2 separate regions of the Macaca mulatta genome follow, and region 2 is linked to region 1. Evidence: chromatin contacts called from public Micro-C data. All regions are on one chromosome and are shown on one strand. Each heading gives the region's core, a stretch centred on a gene start, on an enhancer-like site or on the middle of the called end of the contact. The rest is flanking DNA. Distances are from core to core; before and after follow the strand shown. Region 1 holds the start of HPS3 (HPS3 biogenesis of lysosomal organelles complex 2 subunit 1). Region 2 has its middle 24 kb from the start of CPHL1.

Region 1 (7,717 bases), core at 2,429-4,928:
CATGCAATGCTATTTGACAGCATTTTACCCACAGTAGAACTTCAAAATCGGAGTCAGTCTTTTCAAACCTTGTCACTACTTTATCAACTAAGTTTATGGAATATTCTAAATCCTTTGCTGTCATTTCAACAATGTTCACAGCATCCTCAATAGAAACAGACTCCATCTCAAGAAACCACTTTCTTTGTTTATCCATAAGAAGCAACTCCTCATCCATTCAAGTTTGATCATAAGATTGCAGGAATTCCATCACATCTTCAGGCTCCACTTCTAATTCTAGCTTTCTTGATATTTCCACTACATCTACTGTTATTTCATCGACCTAAGTCTTGAGCCTTTCAAAGTCATCCATGAGGGTTGGAATCGACTACTTCCAAACTCTTGTTAATGTTGGTATCTGACCTCCTTCCATGAACCTGAATGTTTCTAATGATGTCTAGAATGGGTGAATTCTTTCCAGACGGTTTTCAATTTATTTTGCCCAGATCCATCAGAAGAATCACTATCTGTGGCAGTTATAGCCTTACCAAATGTGTTTCTTTAATGAGACTTGAAAGTTAAAATTACTACTTAATCCATGGGCTGCAGAATGGATGCTGTATTAGCAGGCATGAAAACAACACCAATCTCCTTCTACATCTCCGTCAGAGGTCTTGAAGGACTAGGTGCATTGTCAATGTGCAGTAATCTTTCGAAAAGAATACTGGTTTCTGAGCAGATCAAAACAGTGGGCTTAAACAATGCTGTAACAGCTGTGCTGTTACCCAGGCTTGTTTCATTTCTAAAGCACGGGAAGAGTAGATTTAACATAATTTTTAAAAGGGCTCTATGATTTTCAGAATGGTAAATGAGCACTGGCCTCAATTTAGTCACCAGCTGCATCACCCCCTAACAAGAGTCAGCCTGTTCTTCGAAGCCAGGCATTATCTTCTCCTCTCTAGCCAAGAAACTCCTAGATGGCATAGTCTTCCAATTTAAGACTGTTTTGTCTACATTGAAAATCTGTTGTTTAGAACAGCTGCCTCCATAAAATCATCTTAGCTGGATCTTCTAGACTTCTGGATAACTTGCTGCAGATTCTACATCATCACTTGCTGCTTCACTTTGCACTTTTGTATTATGGAGACAGCTTCTTCCCTTAAACCTCATGAGCTGAACTCTGCTAGCTTTAAACTTTTCTTCTGCAGCTTCTCACCTCTCTCAGCCTTCACAGAATTGAACAGAGGGCCTTGCTCTGTATTAAGCCTGGGCTTAAGGGAGTATTTTGGCTGGCTTGATCTTCTATCTAGAGCACTCAAAGTTTTTTTCCCAACAGCAATAAGGCTTTCTAATCATTTGTGTTCACTAGAGTAACACATTTAATTTCAAGAACTTTTGCTTTACAGTCACAACTTGGCTAAGTGTTTGGTGCAAGAGGCCTACCGTGCAGCCTATCTCAGCTTCTGACATGCCTGCCTTCCTCACTAAGCTTAATCATTCTAGCTTTTAATTTAAAGTGAGAGACATCCAAGTGTCACTTGAACACTTAGAAGACATTGTAGGGTTATTAATTGGCCTGATTTCAATATTGTTGTTCAGGGAATAGGGCAGCCTGAGGAGGCAGAGACTATCAGAGCAGTAATCAGAACACACATAACACATGTCAATTAAGTTCACCATCTCATATGGGCACGGTTCATGGCACCCCAAAACTATTACAATAGTAACATCAAAGATCGCTGATCACCATAACAGATATAATAATAATGATAAAGTTTGAAATACTGCCAAGAATTACCAAAATGTGACTCAGAGACATGTAGCAAGCACATGCAGTGTGAAAAATGGAACTGGCAGATTTGCTCCACACAGGGTTGCCACAAACTTTCAATTGGTAAAAAAACAAAAAACAAACAAACAACCACCAAAAAGAAAACGCAGGATCTGCAAAGTACAACAAAGTGAAATGCAAAAAAAATAAGGTATGCCTGTATGTCTTGACAAAATAAGCAGTCAGATGCTATGTATGGTAACCCCACAGTTTTTAATTGAGCCACAAAATCCCAGTGTCTGGATATCACTAACACAAAATCTCAGTGTCTGGATATCACTAATCTATTAATTCGACTTTTTTTTTTTTTAACATAAATTCAGACCCCACGGTTTCTATAAACTCACACCGAACCAGCTGCAGGGTAGGGATTAGAGACATCTCCAATCTTCCAGGTTCAAGCTCTCCGCTTCATTAATACCACAGCCACCAGCTTTTGCACCGTAAATATCGAACTTTACACCCATCTTGTAAAGTATGAATCGAAGGTAAGTGTATTAAAGGAATTCTATGGTAAATTCTTCTGTGACCTAAAAGGGATCTAGTTTTAAATGTTGGATTTTTCTAAAATAGGATTCACCCACACAGTATTTCCTTGGCATTCCTTTACATTTCTGGTGGGAAAGAGTAATGGCTGCTCTTACAACTGTTTTGTTTTTGTTTGTTTGAGACGGAGTCTCGCTCTGTCGCCTACACTGGAGTCTAAGGGCGCAATCTCCGCTCACTGCAACCTCCGCCTCCCCGGTTCTAGCGATTCTCCTGCCTCAGCCTCCCCAGTAGCTGAAACTACAGGCTCCCGCCACCACGCCCGGCTAATTTTTGTATTTTCAGTAAAGACGGGGTTTCACTAAATTGGCCAGGCTGGCCGAACTCCTGACCTCGTGATCCGCCCGCCTCGGCCTCCCAAAGTGCTGGGATTACAGGCGTGAGCCACTGCGCCCGGCCACAGCTGGTTAAGAGAAGAGAAGGGGCGCAATCTAAGACTTGAGTTCTATTAACACAGATTTAAAAATCAACACATAACGTGAGCTTTCAAAAATCGACCGGAAGTGGATGGAGGTACTGATGTGAAAGGACTGGCCGTGAGTTGGAGTAATTGTTAAAGCTGGGAGTACTTGGAGGTTCAGGATACAGTACCAGTCTCCTTACTCCTACTTTTTTTTTTTTTTTTTTTTTTGGTAAGTCTTTGAAATCTTTGCACTAAAGAGTCTTTTGTTGTTGTTTGCTTAAGTATCCGAAATGAGTGGAATCCAGCCAGAGGCCTTTCTGCGGAGACCCAAAACGAAGAGGAGATATCAGCGTCTCCGCCCCGACAGAAGCAAGCTCATACCTATGCTTGCCGCGACAACCGCATAGCTCAATGCGACTTCAAGCAATCAGATGCCAGACCCAGGGAGACCATCCGGCAAGTTCCGGAAAGCAAGAAGTCCCATCCCCAGCTAGAGCTGCAGCACGGACGCTCGGTCCGCTAGCTAGGAGGCCCCAAGCCGGGCCCCAGGCGGCCTCTGGCTCTCCGGATTACTCACCCGCCTCACTGTAGGCCAGGCGCAGCACCCGGCCCAGCGTGGAGAAGGCGCACCGCGGCTGGCACAGCTCCTGGCCCGCCACCGCGAAAGCCTCCACCTTGCAGCCCGCCGCCACGAAAAGCGCGTCACGCCCCCCGCCGCAGAACCGCTCCGGCTCCAGCTTGCAGGGCACCACCTGCTGTGACCCGAACGGGTGAAGGTTGTACAGCTGCACCATCCCGACCTCCGGCTGCTGGATGGCCCAGCCTGCCCGCCCCGCAGGGCGCCCGGAGACCCCCAGCCGAACGCGAAGGTAAGACCACTTCCGTGAGCGAGCCGGCGACGCCGAGTCACGTGAACGCCAGCCGGCCCCGCCCGCGGCTAAGCTACTTAAAGGGGCAGCCGCTGGGCGTGGCGGGCTTCGGGAAAGCGGTCACGCCCATCTGGCCCGCGCTCAGGCGTTGCGGTGCTTTCGGTCTCCACGCCTCGTACTCCGCCGCCCAGAGCGCGCCACCGCTCTACGCTCAGTGGCTGGTGGGTGCGGGGACCGCTGGGTCCTGCCTTTCGTCTTTTACTGCTTCGGGCCAGGCGAGATGTTTTGATTTTTGAATACGTTCTGACAATTCATCATCTATCTTGTAACATTTTGTACTTACTTTCAGGAGCGTTATTCATGCCTCTTCAGTAGCCCCAGAGCTTCTGGAGGATGGGGTTGCAAAAACTGAAATGGGGTGCAACTCGGGGCTAAACACTCTGAAGAGTTGCTAAAAAATAGTGGAAATTCTAGAATAGTTTAGCAGGAAAGAGCAACGCCTTGAACGTGCTTGGCAAAAAGATATTTGTTTAATGAAAGAATTCATGGATTTCATCTTGTAGGCATTTGACAAAAGACTAGTTTGAACCCCAGAGGATAGAAGAACTAGGAGGGAAATTCCCTGGCTTTCAGTCCAGTGCTCCTAAAACTATGTAGTAAATGATCCATTCCTGACATCTCAGCGTGGAGTTAACGATCGCAACGCTTTCCCTTTTTTTAAAACAGATTTAGATGAAACAAGTAGTATAACTTTTTCCAATTCACCTAGAAAATGTATGTGTTAGCATGGATTGAGGGATGCTGTTTTGTTTAGGCACACAGGGACATAAATGAAAGTGCAAAATTTTCTTTAGTCAGTTTCCAGTTCAATCACCCTCTTGAGCCCTTTATTTCAAGGATTTGTAAATTAGATGCAATTGGATTGCAGTTAAACTTGCCTCCCTTTCCTAGGCCCTTCAGATGAATAAAGTATCTCTAAGTAATGGGAGACAACAGATTCTTCAAACTCAGTGAGGCAGAGAAGTAGACATGGAGGTAGCTCAGGTCAGGAACTAAGGCTGCAAAAAATCACAGAAAGCTTCTGTGGAAAACAACCAGACTAATAGTCCACCAGTTATTTGTTCTAGATACAACACTTGAGAGCAAATATCACAATCAATAGTAAAAAAGGTTCGTTTCTACAAATATCTGCCATATTATTCTTTTTGGCTTAATTTTCTCCTTCAAGACTTAATTCTCCTAATTCAATTTCCTCCTAATGAAGACTGATATTGACTTTAATGTAATCTCACCTGCATAAAAAGAATATCTATTTTGGATAAAGAAGTGAGATTTGCTCAAAGCCTGGAACCCCAGTCCTTCCTAGAGATAGTGTCTTCTTCCTTAGTATAGTCACTGCACCTGACTCATCTAAAATTCTTTGGGAAGAGACATGCTACTCAAGGGAAGTTGGGGCATGTGTCTGGTTTCCACATTTGTCAGGAGCTGTGAGCAGGAGCTGCCCACTTGCATTCCCGTTACAAATGCAGGGGCAGCAATGGCACACCATCAATTCCTTATGGGAGGTTGTATTTTGTTTGCAAGGGCTGCCATAACAAAATACCACAGACTGGGTGGCTTACACAATAGACATTTCATTTTCACAGGTCTGGAGGCTAGAAGTCCAAGATGTCAGCAGGTCTGGTTTCTCCTGAAGCCCCTCTCCTTGGCTTGAAGATGACTACCTTTTTATTATGTGCTCATATGGTCTTTCCTCCATGTGCCTGCATCCCTGGTGTCTCTCCCTCGTCTTATAAAGACACCAGCCATATTAGATTAGGACCTACCCTTATGATCTTATTTAGTCTTCTTTCTTAAAGGCCCTATCGCTATATACAGTCACATTCTGAGGTATTGGAGGTTACAGCTTCAACATATGAATTTGGGGGCAAGACAAAATTTAGCCCATAGCACATGCACTTAGGGTAGCACTCTGTTGAAAAAGGTTGTCTTGAGAACATCCCTCCCTCCCTCCTTCCTTCCTTCCTTCCTCTCTCTTTTTTTAAAGAGATGGGGTTTCGCCTGTCACCCAGACTGGAGTGCAGTGGTGTGATCTTGACTCACTGTAGCCTTGACCACCTGGGTTCAAGCAATCCTTCCATCTCAGCCTGCAGATTAGCGGGGACTATAGGCACATACTACCATGCCTGGCTAGTTTTTAAATTTTTTTGAAGAGATAGGGTCTTACTATATTACCCACGCTGATCTTGAACTCCTGGACTCAAGCGATACTCTTGCCTCAGCCTCCCAAAGTGCTAGGATTACAGGCATGAGCCACTGCACCTGGCCCTAGAACTTCTTCAAGCTGTATTTGCCGGGGAGATTTAGGATACTATATGGGTAAAAAGCTCCCCCCAGTTTCTTCTGGGTGACAGCACTGCTGGGGATGGCTACAAAAATGGTTCTGCAACAACATGGACAAAGAGCTCTACTCAACCAGCCTAGAAAAGAAAGATTCTGGATCTCTGGAGCACTGATTCCCTATCGCATCTGTGAGGTGCCTCGGGATATCTGCATTGATCTTAGAAGACGTGTTGAGAAAGTCACTCACAAAACGCCATTTACTTCTCATTTATTTCTATATTTCCTCAAAGTTCTTTCTGGAAAAGTCACAAAAATCGAACAAGGAAAGTGTATAGGAATTCCCAAAAGGTAGCTGACCACCCTTTGCATAGGTGGCTCCATTATTTTTGCTTCTTAAAAAAGGGGCCTCTGAAAGACTTTTTAAAAATTAGATTGGTGTTGTAAGCATGCTTCCGGAAGAATAGAACATGACTCTCTCAGAGCAATGGATGAAGTGGTTTCTGCATCTCTAAACACCACAATCACGACAGTCAGAGAAGCCCAAGGCACTTGGGGAAATCAAGTGCCAGCATTGAGGTGTCCAGCCCTTAGCCTTCAGATAGAGCAGTTGGTGGGGTGTAAGGAGGTGCAAACAACAGCTCCACTGGCCTTCCTTCTTCTTCCCTAGCCTCCTCTTCTCTCCCCTCTCTTCCCTAGTTTTCTTTGCCAAAGTGGTACAGGCAGGCCACTTCTGTAGATTTCCTGGCTTGCTGCATTTAGAGGGTATCCTTGCCTTTAAGATCCACCACATTGCCAAAACTAGTGCTTGCATCTTGACCCGTCAGCACCATTGTATTACTCTGTCTTCTTAAATCATTCTCTTCACTGGGCTTCTGACAGTCCACTTCAGATTTTCCTCCTCTGTCTACTTTACTAGATCCTATCCCTCCTTTCTCTAAACTCTAAAATTAGATGAACATGTTCTCTCCATCTATACTCACTCTTTCAGTGAAATCTACCAATCCCATCACTTAAAAAATTATCTAAATATTAAGAACCCCTGGATTTAAATCTCCAGCTCTCAGCTTCCTTGAGCTCTTACCTTGAATATCCAATCGTGTTAGGCTAGTCTCACATTGCTATAAAGAAACACCTGAGACTGGGTAATTTATAAAGAAAATAAGTTTAATTGGCTCACGGTTTTGCAGGCTGTGTAGGAAGCATGTTGCTGGCATCTGCTTAGCTTTTGGGGAAGTCTCAAGAAACTTAGAATCATGGCAGAAGGTGAAGGGGGAGCAGGCATATCACATGGCCAAAGCAGAAAAAAGAAAGGAGAGAGGTGCCACACACTTTTAAACAGCCAGATCTCTCAGGAAATCACTCCCTATCATGAGGACAGTACCAAGGGGAGGGTATTAAACCATGCATGAGAAATCCACCCCCGTGGTCCAATCACCTCCCACCGGACCCCACCTCTAACGTTAGAGATTGCAATTCAACATGAGATTTAGGTGGGGGCACAGATCCAAACTATGTCACCAATTTAACATCTTTATTGCCTAACAGTCATTTTCAGACTTCAGATGTCCAAAACTAAACTTCTGATTCCTTCGTGCCCTGCATCCACCTCTTCCCTAACTAGGTAACTAGCACCAGTCACTTAGGCCAAAAGCCCTGGAATGTCACTGACCCATCTTTTCCTGTATTTTTTTTTTTTTTTTTTTGAGACGAAGTCTGTCTTGTGCCCCAGGCTGGAGTGCAATGGCA
Region 2 (7,717 bases), core at 3,804-6,303, 140 kb before region 1:
CACACCATATTCTTTATATTTTTAAAAAATTTTAATGGATATATAGTACGTGTATATATTTATGGGGTACATGAGATGTTTTGATACAGGCACGCAATGTGAAATAAGAGTATCATGAACAATGGGGTATCCATCCCCTCAAGTATTTATCCACTGAGTTTCAAACAATCCAATTACATTCTTTATGTTATTTTATGTATAGTTGCTATTATTGACTATAGTCACCCTGTTGTGTTATCAAATAGTAGGTCTTACTCATATATCATATGATTGTGTTGTTTTAATATTTCTAACCATGGGTTTCTAAACCTAAATCAGAGTCTAACTTTTGAAACACACTGTGGCTTTCCAATTCTAAAATCTCAAACAATACCTAATAGTAATAGATATTACAATACATGATAATACCCAGATCATATCAATGGCTTATAAACACTCCTTCTCCTTTCCTTACTTACTGTATTCTCAGTCAAGGCACTCTGTTTGTTCAATAATTTGACACTTAAATTTAACATTTCTTGGTAGCACCAGGAAATAAAAAGAATAAATGCTTCCTAATCTATAGGAGTTATAACCTCCTGGAGTAAAGTAAATACCACATGGAAATGTAAGCAACAGTCTGAAGCAGGATGTGGTTGGTTGACAGTCTGTGTTACAGCTGGTGAATTCAGAGAGGGGCATGTTTGTAAGCTGAAATGGTCAGGGAAGTCTTCACTGAGAAGGTGAAGTTTCAGTTGAGCCTTGAAGAATGATAAAAATTTGGGGCCGGGCACGGTGGCTCAAGCCTGTAATCCCAGCACTTTGGGAGGCCGAGACGGGCAGATCACGAGGTCAGGATATCGAGACCATCCTGGCTAACACGGTGAAACCCCGTCTCTACTAAAAAAAAATACAAAAAACTAGCCGGGCGTAGTGGCGGGCGCCTGTAGTTGCAGCTACTCGGGAGGCTGAGGCAGGAGAATGGCGTAAACTCGGGAGGCGGAGCTTGCAGTGAGTTGAGATCCGGCCACTGCACTCCAGCCTGGGCGACAGAGCAAGACTCCGTCTCAAAAAAAAAAAAAAAAAAAAAAAAAAAAGTTTGAATTAGCTGAGAAAAAGGGAGGCGGAGGGAGGCAAAATCAGGTTGGGAAATGGGTACAAATAAGATGGGAAAAATTCAGACAACACATTATAACAAGAAGGAAAAGGAAGTACTGTAAAGAACACTTGTTAAATGTTGCCTATGCATCAGCTTCCTTGTGTGCCCGCAAGCTCCTCTATAAGATGGCTGTTATTGAATTTACACAACTTCCTAACTGGGTAGGTAATACTATCAATTTGTAAACGAGGAAATGAAGTTACATAATTACGCATTGCTGATAACTGACAGAGTTAAGAGTCAAACCCAGGCTGTCTGATTCCAGGTTTTCTGCATTCTGTCCCACCTCACACTGTGTTCCTAGTAAGAAAACTCCCCAAAGGGAAGGGATCATATAAGTGAATTCTGGGGACAAATCTGGAATATCAGAGATACCAGATTGGGGCCTAGATTATATGGATAGTCTTAAATGCTAAGAAATTTGAGAATAACTTAATGAAAGTCTTAAATGACAAGAAATTTTCAATTATCATCTAGTAGTAAAACTTGATAAAGGTAGCATTTCAATAATTTTCTGGGAATGATATGTGGAATGGACTAAATAGTAAGAAAGTGGAGACTGGAGACTAGACAGGAGAATATTCCTATAATTTAGGAACAGATAATCATTATCAAGGGACAGTGGATGATGGGCAACCTACCGATCCAGTGTGTTGTGCAACATTTCACCTCACCTGACAATGAATTCCAAAACCACTTGGAATGCAAATGACATATATGCTAATGAATACATAATGTATGTAAATAGACACAAGTGAAAGAAGAAAGCCTGGATTATAAAAGGTGGGCAAGCCCTACTCAGTTAGCTTCTCCAGACTCAGAATTTGAAAATGAAGGCGCTTTTACCATTGATCTTTCTGTTTATTAGTTCTCCAGGCTGGGCAATAGATAGGCACTACTACATAGGCATTGAAGAAAGCATTTGGAACTATGCTCCTTCTGGTAAAAACATGCTCAATGGAAAGCCCTTTTCTGAAGACTTGTAAGTAATCCTTTGCATTTAAAAAGTTACTATCTGAAGCAAAAGTTGGTAATTGTTGATCATTGATGAAATGCTGATGAAGACTTTCTCGTGACTGATACTTGCAGGGCACATATGCCATTAGAACCACGTTGTTTGTTTAGCTTAAACATGGTATGGAAAAGAGGTAGTAAATCCAAAATTGCTCTTTCCTGGGATGATCGCCGCTCTTGTCCTCCTGACACGTTATTTCGCAGATCATAGCTAATTCTGTTTATCATTAATTTTGTTTGATAAGGTATAAAACAACACTTTCCTTTTGATATGTGTGTAGCTGTTTTCTCGATTTTTCTCTTCAGATAATTGAGAGAGGGAAATATAGAGGACATGAGTGGGGTTCTGATTTACCACGGTTTAAGAGGAAAACACCTTAATGCTACCAACAAATCCACAAATCCATTTAAATGTGTAAACAGTCCTAAATCATGGAAATTGATCGACTATTTAAATGCTAAAGTAACCTTAAAGTGGGGTTAGAAACTTAGACGCAGTTCGGTTTAAAGAATTTGGTATGTCTTTTAAACCAAAATGCCACATGTTTTACTTACTACATTTGTATTTGATATCTTCATTCAGTATTTCAACATTCTTCTCACCAATTACAACTGTTTTTGACTCCCTTCACATTTTCTCCAGCCTCTGGGTTTTATCTGCCAAAATTAGGCTGTAGAGCTTCTGACTTCTCATTTTAGCTTATTTAACCTTCGTTTCTTATTTGCTTATTTAACAAAAATCAACATTTGTTAAAGTTCTCTCTTGTTTGTTTGTAGAGAATTTCTACAAGGAAGTCAAGCAAGGAAGAGCTTTGTTTATAAAAAGGCGTTGTATTTTCAATATACTGATAATACATTTCAAAGGATCATTGAAAAACCATCCTGGTTGGGATTTTTAGGCCCAATGATTAAGGCAGAGACTGGAGACTTCATTTATGTACATGTAAAAAATAATGCTTCAAGAGCTTATAGTTATCATCCTCATGGACTCACCTACTCCAAAGAAAATGAAGGTAAGCGGATCCTCTTTCCTGACATTCCTGAGTTTTGCTTATGGAGCGTATGAGCACATTGCATTAGAAAAAGCCAGGTGATCAGCATTATGAGCTACATGGAGTTTAGAGTGGATGCAGACTCTACTTCTCATATATTTAATGTTTATCCCCAAGACAGTCCTTTTTCAGTTTCTCATCTTGAGTGACAGCCCTTATGCAATTCCTAGGAAATAAAACACTTTTCCCTTCATCACCAGAAAAGAAAAAAAAAGGCATTTTGTTTTGTTTTGTTTTGTAGGAAACACAGCTAAATGTTAGCTTGGCAGAAATCCTGTTCTGCCCCCACCTCATTTCCATTTCCTAGTAGATGAGGATCACCCTCTGGGAAGATATCAGTGTCAAGAGAAATCACTACTCTCCAGACAGAATCTTCTCTCCTACACAACTATAGTCACAGATACATCATGATTTTGAAAAAAAGGAAGGGAAGAGAAAGTCAACAAATAGGATTTTGTGAGTTTTTGGAAGACAACAAGGAAAGCTAGGAAAAGAGAGTTTGGACTTGTCTTTAGTAGAACACAGATATTTTTTCCCAGTGTTTGAAATACGGTTTTTAAAAGGCCTGTCATAACTCTTTAGAAAACTGGAACTTTGGGCCAAGTTGATAAGAGTACCACCTATAGAATATGTGCTCTTTCCAACAGAGGCTCTATGATAATACAGGGCAGTGGAAATCCCATATGCCATTCCATTCATCTGTCATTAATATTTTGCCATGTTACATGACCATCTTGCAATGATTATTGCCCTTTAAATATATTCTATGAAAAAAATAAAAGAAAAATAGTCTATATTATAGACATATAAAGTGAAAAATGTTAACAAGAGTTTGCTTTATTTGTTTATTTTTTAATCAACTTTCGAAACTTAGACTGAGGTTTGATGACTCCCTCAGGGAAGCATGAAGAAGAACTAGAAACAGGCCTTGAATTAATCCTCTGGACTGAAACAGACTCAGGAAACCAGACCATGACTGGAGCCAGTTCCAGATGGGCTGCTGGGTAGGAAAAAAGTACAAAAGTCAGTCAGTCATAATTTCTTCATGATAGTGTGGAACAGGAGGGTCCCAAAAGAAGAACAGAGAATCAGAGGCTGCTCATGTTTCAAAGTTTTTTATTGACTAAAGGAATTTTATTCATAGTTAGCAGGATCCAAGTCATGAGGGGTAAGGATCTGAGGCAACCTTTTAGCCAGAGAAGAAGAAAGAAAGGCGAGAAGGGTCCAAAGTCAGAACTGAGGTAATAGTTCAGAGTAGTGGCATGGGCCACCTTCAGATTGCAGTGGGCTACTTGGAAGTAACAGGGACACCCTTGGATGCCCTGGGTCCCAAGTCTGACTGGCAATGAAGAAAATATGGAGGGCAACTCGGGAGTCCAGAGGTTACCTCTGCATCTGAGATCTAGGCACATGGGAGGTGCAAAATAAATATTTGTTGTATCTATCAGTAAAGGTAATGATAGTCTATTAATATACTGCCTGCCTCGTTCTAATTTAGTCCAAAAACTGCAGCCAAGCTGAGCATTCAGGTAGAAGCCAACTAAAAGGGATTTAGGGAGGTAGGAATATGGGAAATGGTGGGGAGAAATGCATACTTTTTGAGAAATGCAAAATAGCTTAATGGAGGAAGCCCGAGTCACATTCAAAATAGTGTTATCCAATATTTACTGTAACCACAGTGCAGAATATGTTTTCCAGGTGCCATCTATCCTGATAATACAACAGGCCAGGAAAAGGAAGATGGCTATCTGGAGCCAGGGAAACAATATACCTACAAGTGGTATGTAGAAGAACATCAGGGGCCGGGCCCCAATGACAGTAATTGTGTGACAAGGATTTACCACTCCCATATAGATACTGCAAGAGACGTAGCTTCGGGACTTATTGGACCAATTCTGACTTGTAAAAGAGGTAACTTTGTTGAAAAATCTCATTGCCGTAAAAGAGTAAACCAGAATGTGTAGGCTATCCTCTGCTCTCCTAGAGGAATTTTACCATCCAAGGCACTCCATTTTCCTGCCGTAACCTTGGTTTTCCAGTCAAGAGTGGAAACTCGCCATCTTGGACTCTGAGCACTAGATGGCGATCTCAACTCCAACCCTCAGTTCAACCAATAATGCAGGTTGGTCACTAGATGGTAGTCAAACCCAATGAACTTCACTTCAGCCTTCATTCAAAATTACTGCCACCTTTTTGTGTTTATGTTTGTTTTAAGGTGAATCAGTTAGAATCATGAGTTTATTAATTCTTGCAAGGAGGAAGTTTTACCGATATGTTTCCAACTTGCAAGGGAATATAGAGTTTTGAAAATTCTGATTTGGTTCGTTAAAACAAGATCAACAAAGTGAAGCACTAGATTGATTATGAAGTTAATGAGCAAATTTAACTTCCTATGACAATCAAAGTTTAAATTTTAGGTGAACAAACAGCTCTCCACAATAAATATTTTAACAATTGCAGTTTCCTATGGCAAACACACATAGTCTCATGACTACAAATTACATTCCTTGGGAGATAACTTTTTTGTTTTTGAGATAGAGTCTCGCTCTATCACCCAGGCTGGTGTGCAGTGGCTTGATCTCGGTTCACTGCAAGCTCCGCCTCTCGGGTTCAAGCAATTTTCCTGCCTCAGCCTATACAGACGCATGTCACCACGCACAGCCAATTTTTTTTGTACTTTTAGTAGAGGCGGGGTTTCACCATATTGGCCAGGCTGGTCTTGAATTCCTGACCTTGCCATCCTTCCGTCTTGGCCTCCCAAGGGGCTGGGATTAAAGGTGTGAGCCACCGCGCCCGGCTGGGAAATAACTTTTTAAACCAACTTTGGAAGAGCTTTTTGCCCTTCTCAAACTTGCAAGGAACTCAGTTGCATAATGGCAAGACTGCTGAATGTTCTGACGATAAAGTCCAAATTCCTTTTGTCTTAATTGCTGCCTGTAATCTTCTCTACAGGTACACCCCAGCAAACTTCTCATCCTTCAAATATCAACTGAGGTGTTACTGCCTTCAGAAAAGATTTCCATACCCAAGATTAAATTAACCAGCTCCCAAACACTGAGCTCTTCCCTACTATAGAACTTTACACACTATAGTATCTTATTAATTATGGCGTCCATCCTTGATTATATGCCCTGCAAGGGTAGATAACTGTCTTGTTCACTTTTATGAATTTAACTTGCCATAGTACCTAACACATTACACATATTCAATAAATATTTGTTGAATATAAGCATAGAAGAATAAATAAATTGGTATGAACTAAAGTTATCCTTCATTTGAGGAAGTACAAATTTTGAGACTTTGAACAATCTCATGCGATAATGGTCATCAGATGCAGACACTGCAGAAAGTTACTGATTTGATGTAGAGATGAGTATGGATTATTTAAATATGGCTTCATATAAATAATATGCTTTTAAAAGTTTGTTGTAAACTTTACAAAAACTGGCATCCCACATCCCATTTACCTTTTTCATGTGTCCTAACAATTAACAAAACTGTAGATCGTAAAAGCAGTTTAGTTATATCTGTAACAATGGTTCTAATTAATGTTTATATGAAAAGTAAGAAATGTGTTTTTTGTTTCAGGGACACTGAATGGAGACACTGAAAAAGATATTGACAGGTCTTATTTTCTGCTGTTTTCTACAACTGATGAAAGCAGAAGCTGGTATAGTGATGAAAATATTCGTGCATTTACTGAATCTGGCAAAATTAATACTAGTGATCCCGGTTTTGAGGAGAGCATGAGCATGCAATGTACGATGAAAAAGAACTTTCTCATACATAATATCTTATAATTCTAACTTCTATGATCGTATTCAGTCATTTCCCTTTGTTCAAGTTTATTTAGTTGAGTTTATATTTTGCAGCGTTTCGCTCAGAGTATACTGGACTGACATGCAAATGCAAATCACTAGTTAAAGCCTGCTCATTTCCTAAGTCCTATAGCAAGTAAAGTTTGGTCAACATTTGTTTTCTGAAGTCTTATATTGATATAAATAGATGGTAAATACCTAAGAAAGATGTTACTTCAAGTAATAAAATATGGAATAACAAAGACATTATTGACCAAATATTTTATGAATATGTGTTTTTATCCGACATAGAATTTTTCAGAAATGATGTCGTCATAATCCGTCACCCTTATCCTTGCTTGCTTCTCTCATGAACTTAGTTTCTTTTTTTTCCCCTTTTCACTGCTTCCTGCCTTTCAGCTGACTTTTTCTCCTCTTGCCTTTAAACCTTTGTGCTCCGCTCACTTCTCATCATACACAATGCATATGGACTCCTTTCCCATGAAACACATCAGATGTTGTAGATTATGTATGAGAACAATGTTGACATTGTGAGGTTTGTATTAATATAACGAGGAAATACATAGAATTTTTACAAGGTTGCACTGATCTATCATGCCTGATTGATTAATATACATTTATTTTCAGCAATAAATGGATACATCTATGGCAATCTGCCCAATCTCACGATGTGTGCTGAAGATAGGGTCAAGTGG

The links. Hi-C and Micro-C count contacts between places; a contact is called where the count stands out from the background.
Region 2: a Micro-C map of CD4 T cells shows a contact between it and region 1, with 16 times the contacts expected there. The contact joins the enhancer-like site here to the promoter of HPS3 in region 1. A contact is called at or near these places in 7 of 14 Hi-C or Micro-C datasets (CD4 T cells, blood, fetal cortex germinal zone and 4 more).

The regions. Positions count from the first base shown.
Region 1 is chr2:52,125,669-52,133,385 of T2T-MMU8v2.0, reverse strand. It overlaps HPS3 (HPS3 biogenesis of lysosomal organelles complex 2 subunit 1), which reads right to left and starts at 3,678. Exons shown (of 15, transcript XR_013413595.1): 1 at 3,337-3,678. HLTF (helicase like transcription factor) reads left to right here and starts at 2,963. Exons shown (of 26, transcript XM_077991557.1): 1 at 2,963-3,628. The coding sequence starts at 3,573.
Region 2 is chr2:52,269,392-52,277,108 of T2T-MMU8v2.0, reverse strand. No RefSeq gene overlaps it. Among named protein-coding and RNA genes, the nearest start is that of CPHL1, 24 kb to the right of the region's middle. Within about 2 kb of position 5,053, at least 2 of the 40 cell types and tissues checked have an H3K27ac peak or open chromatin away from gene starts, as enhancers often do. A contact at or near this core is called in CD4 T cells, where this site is marked.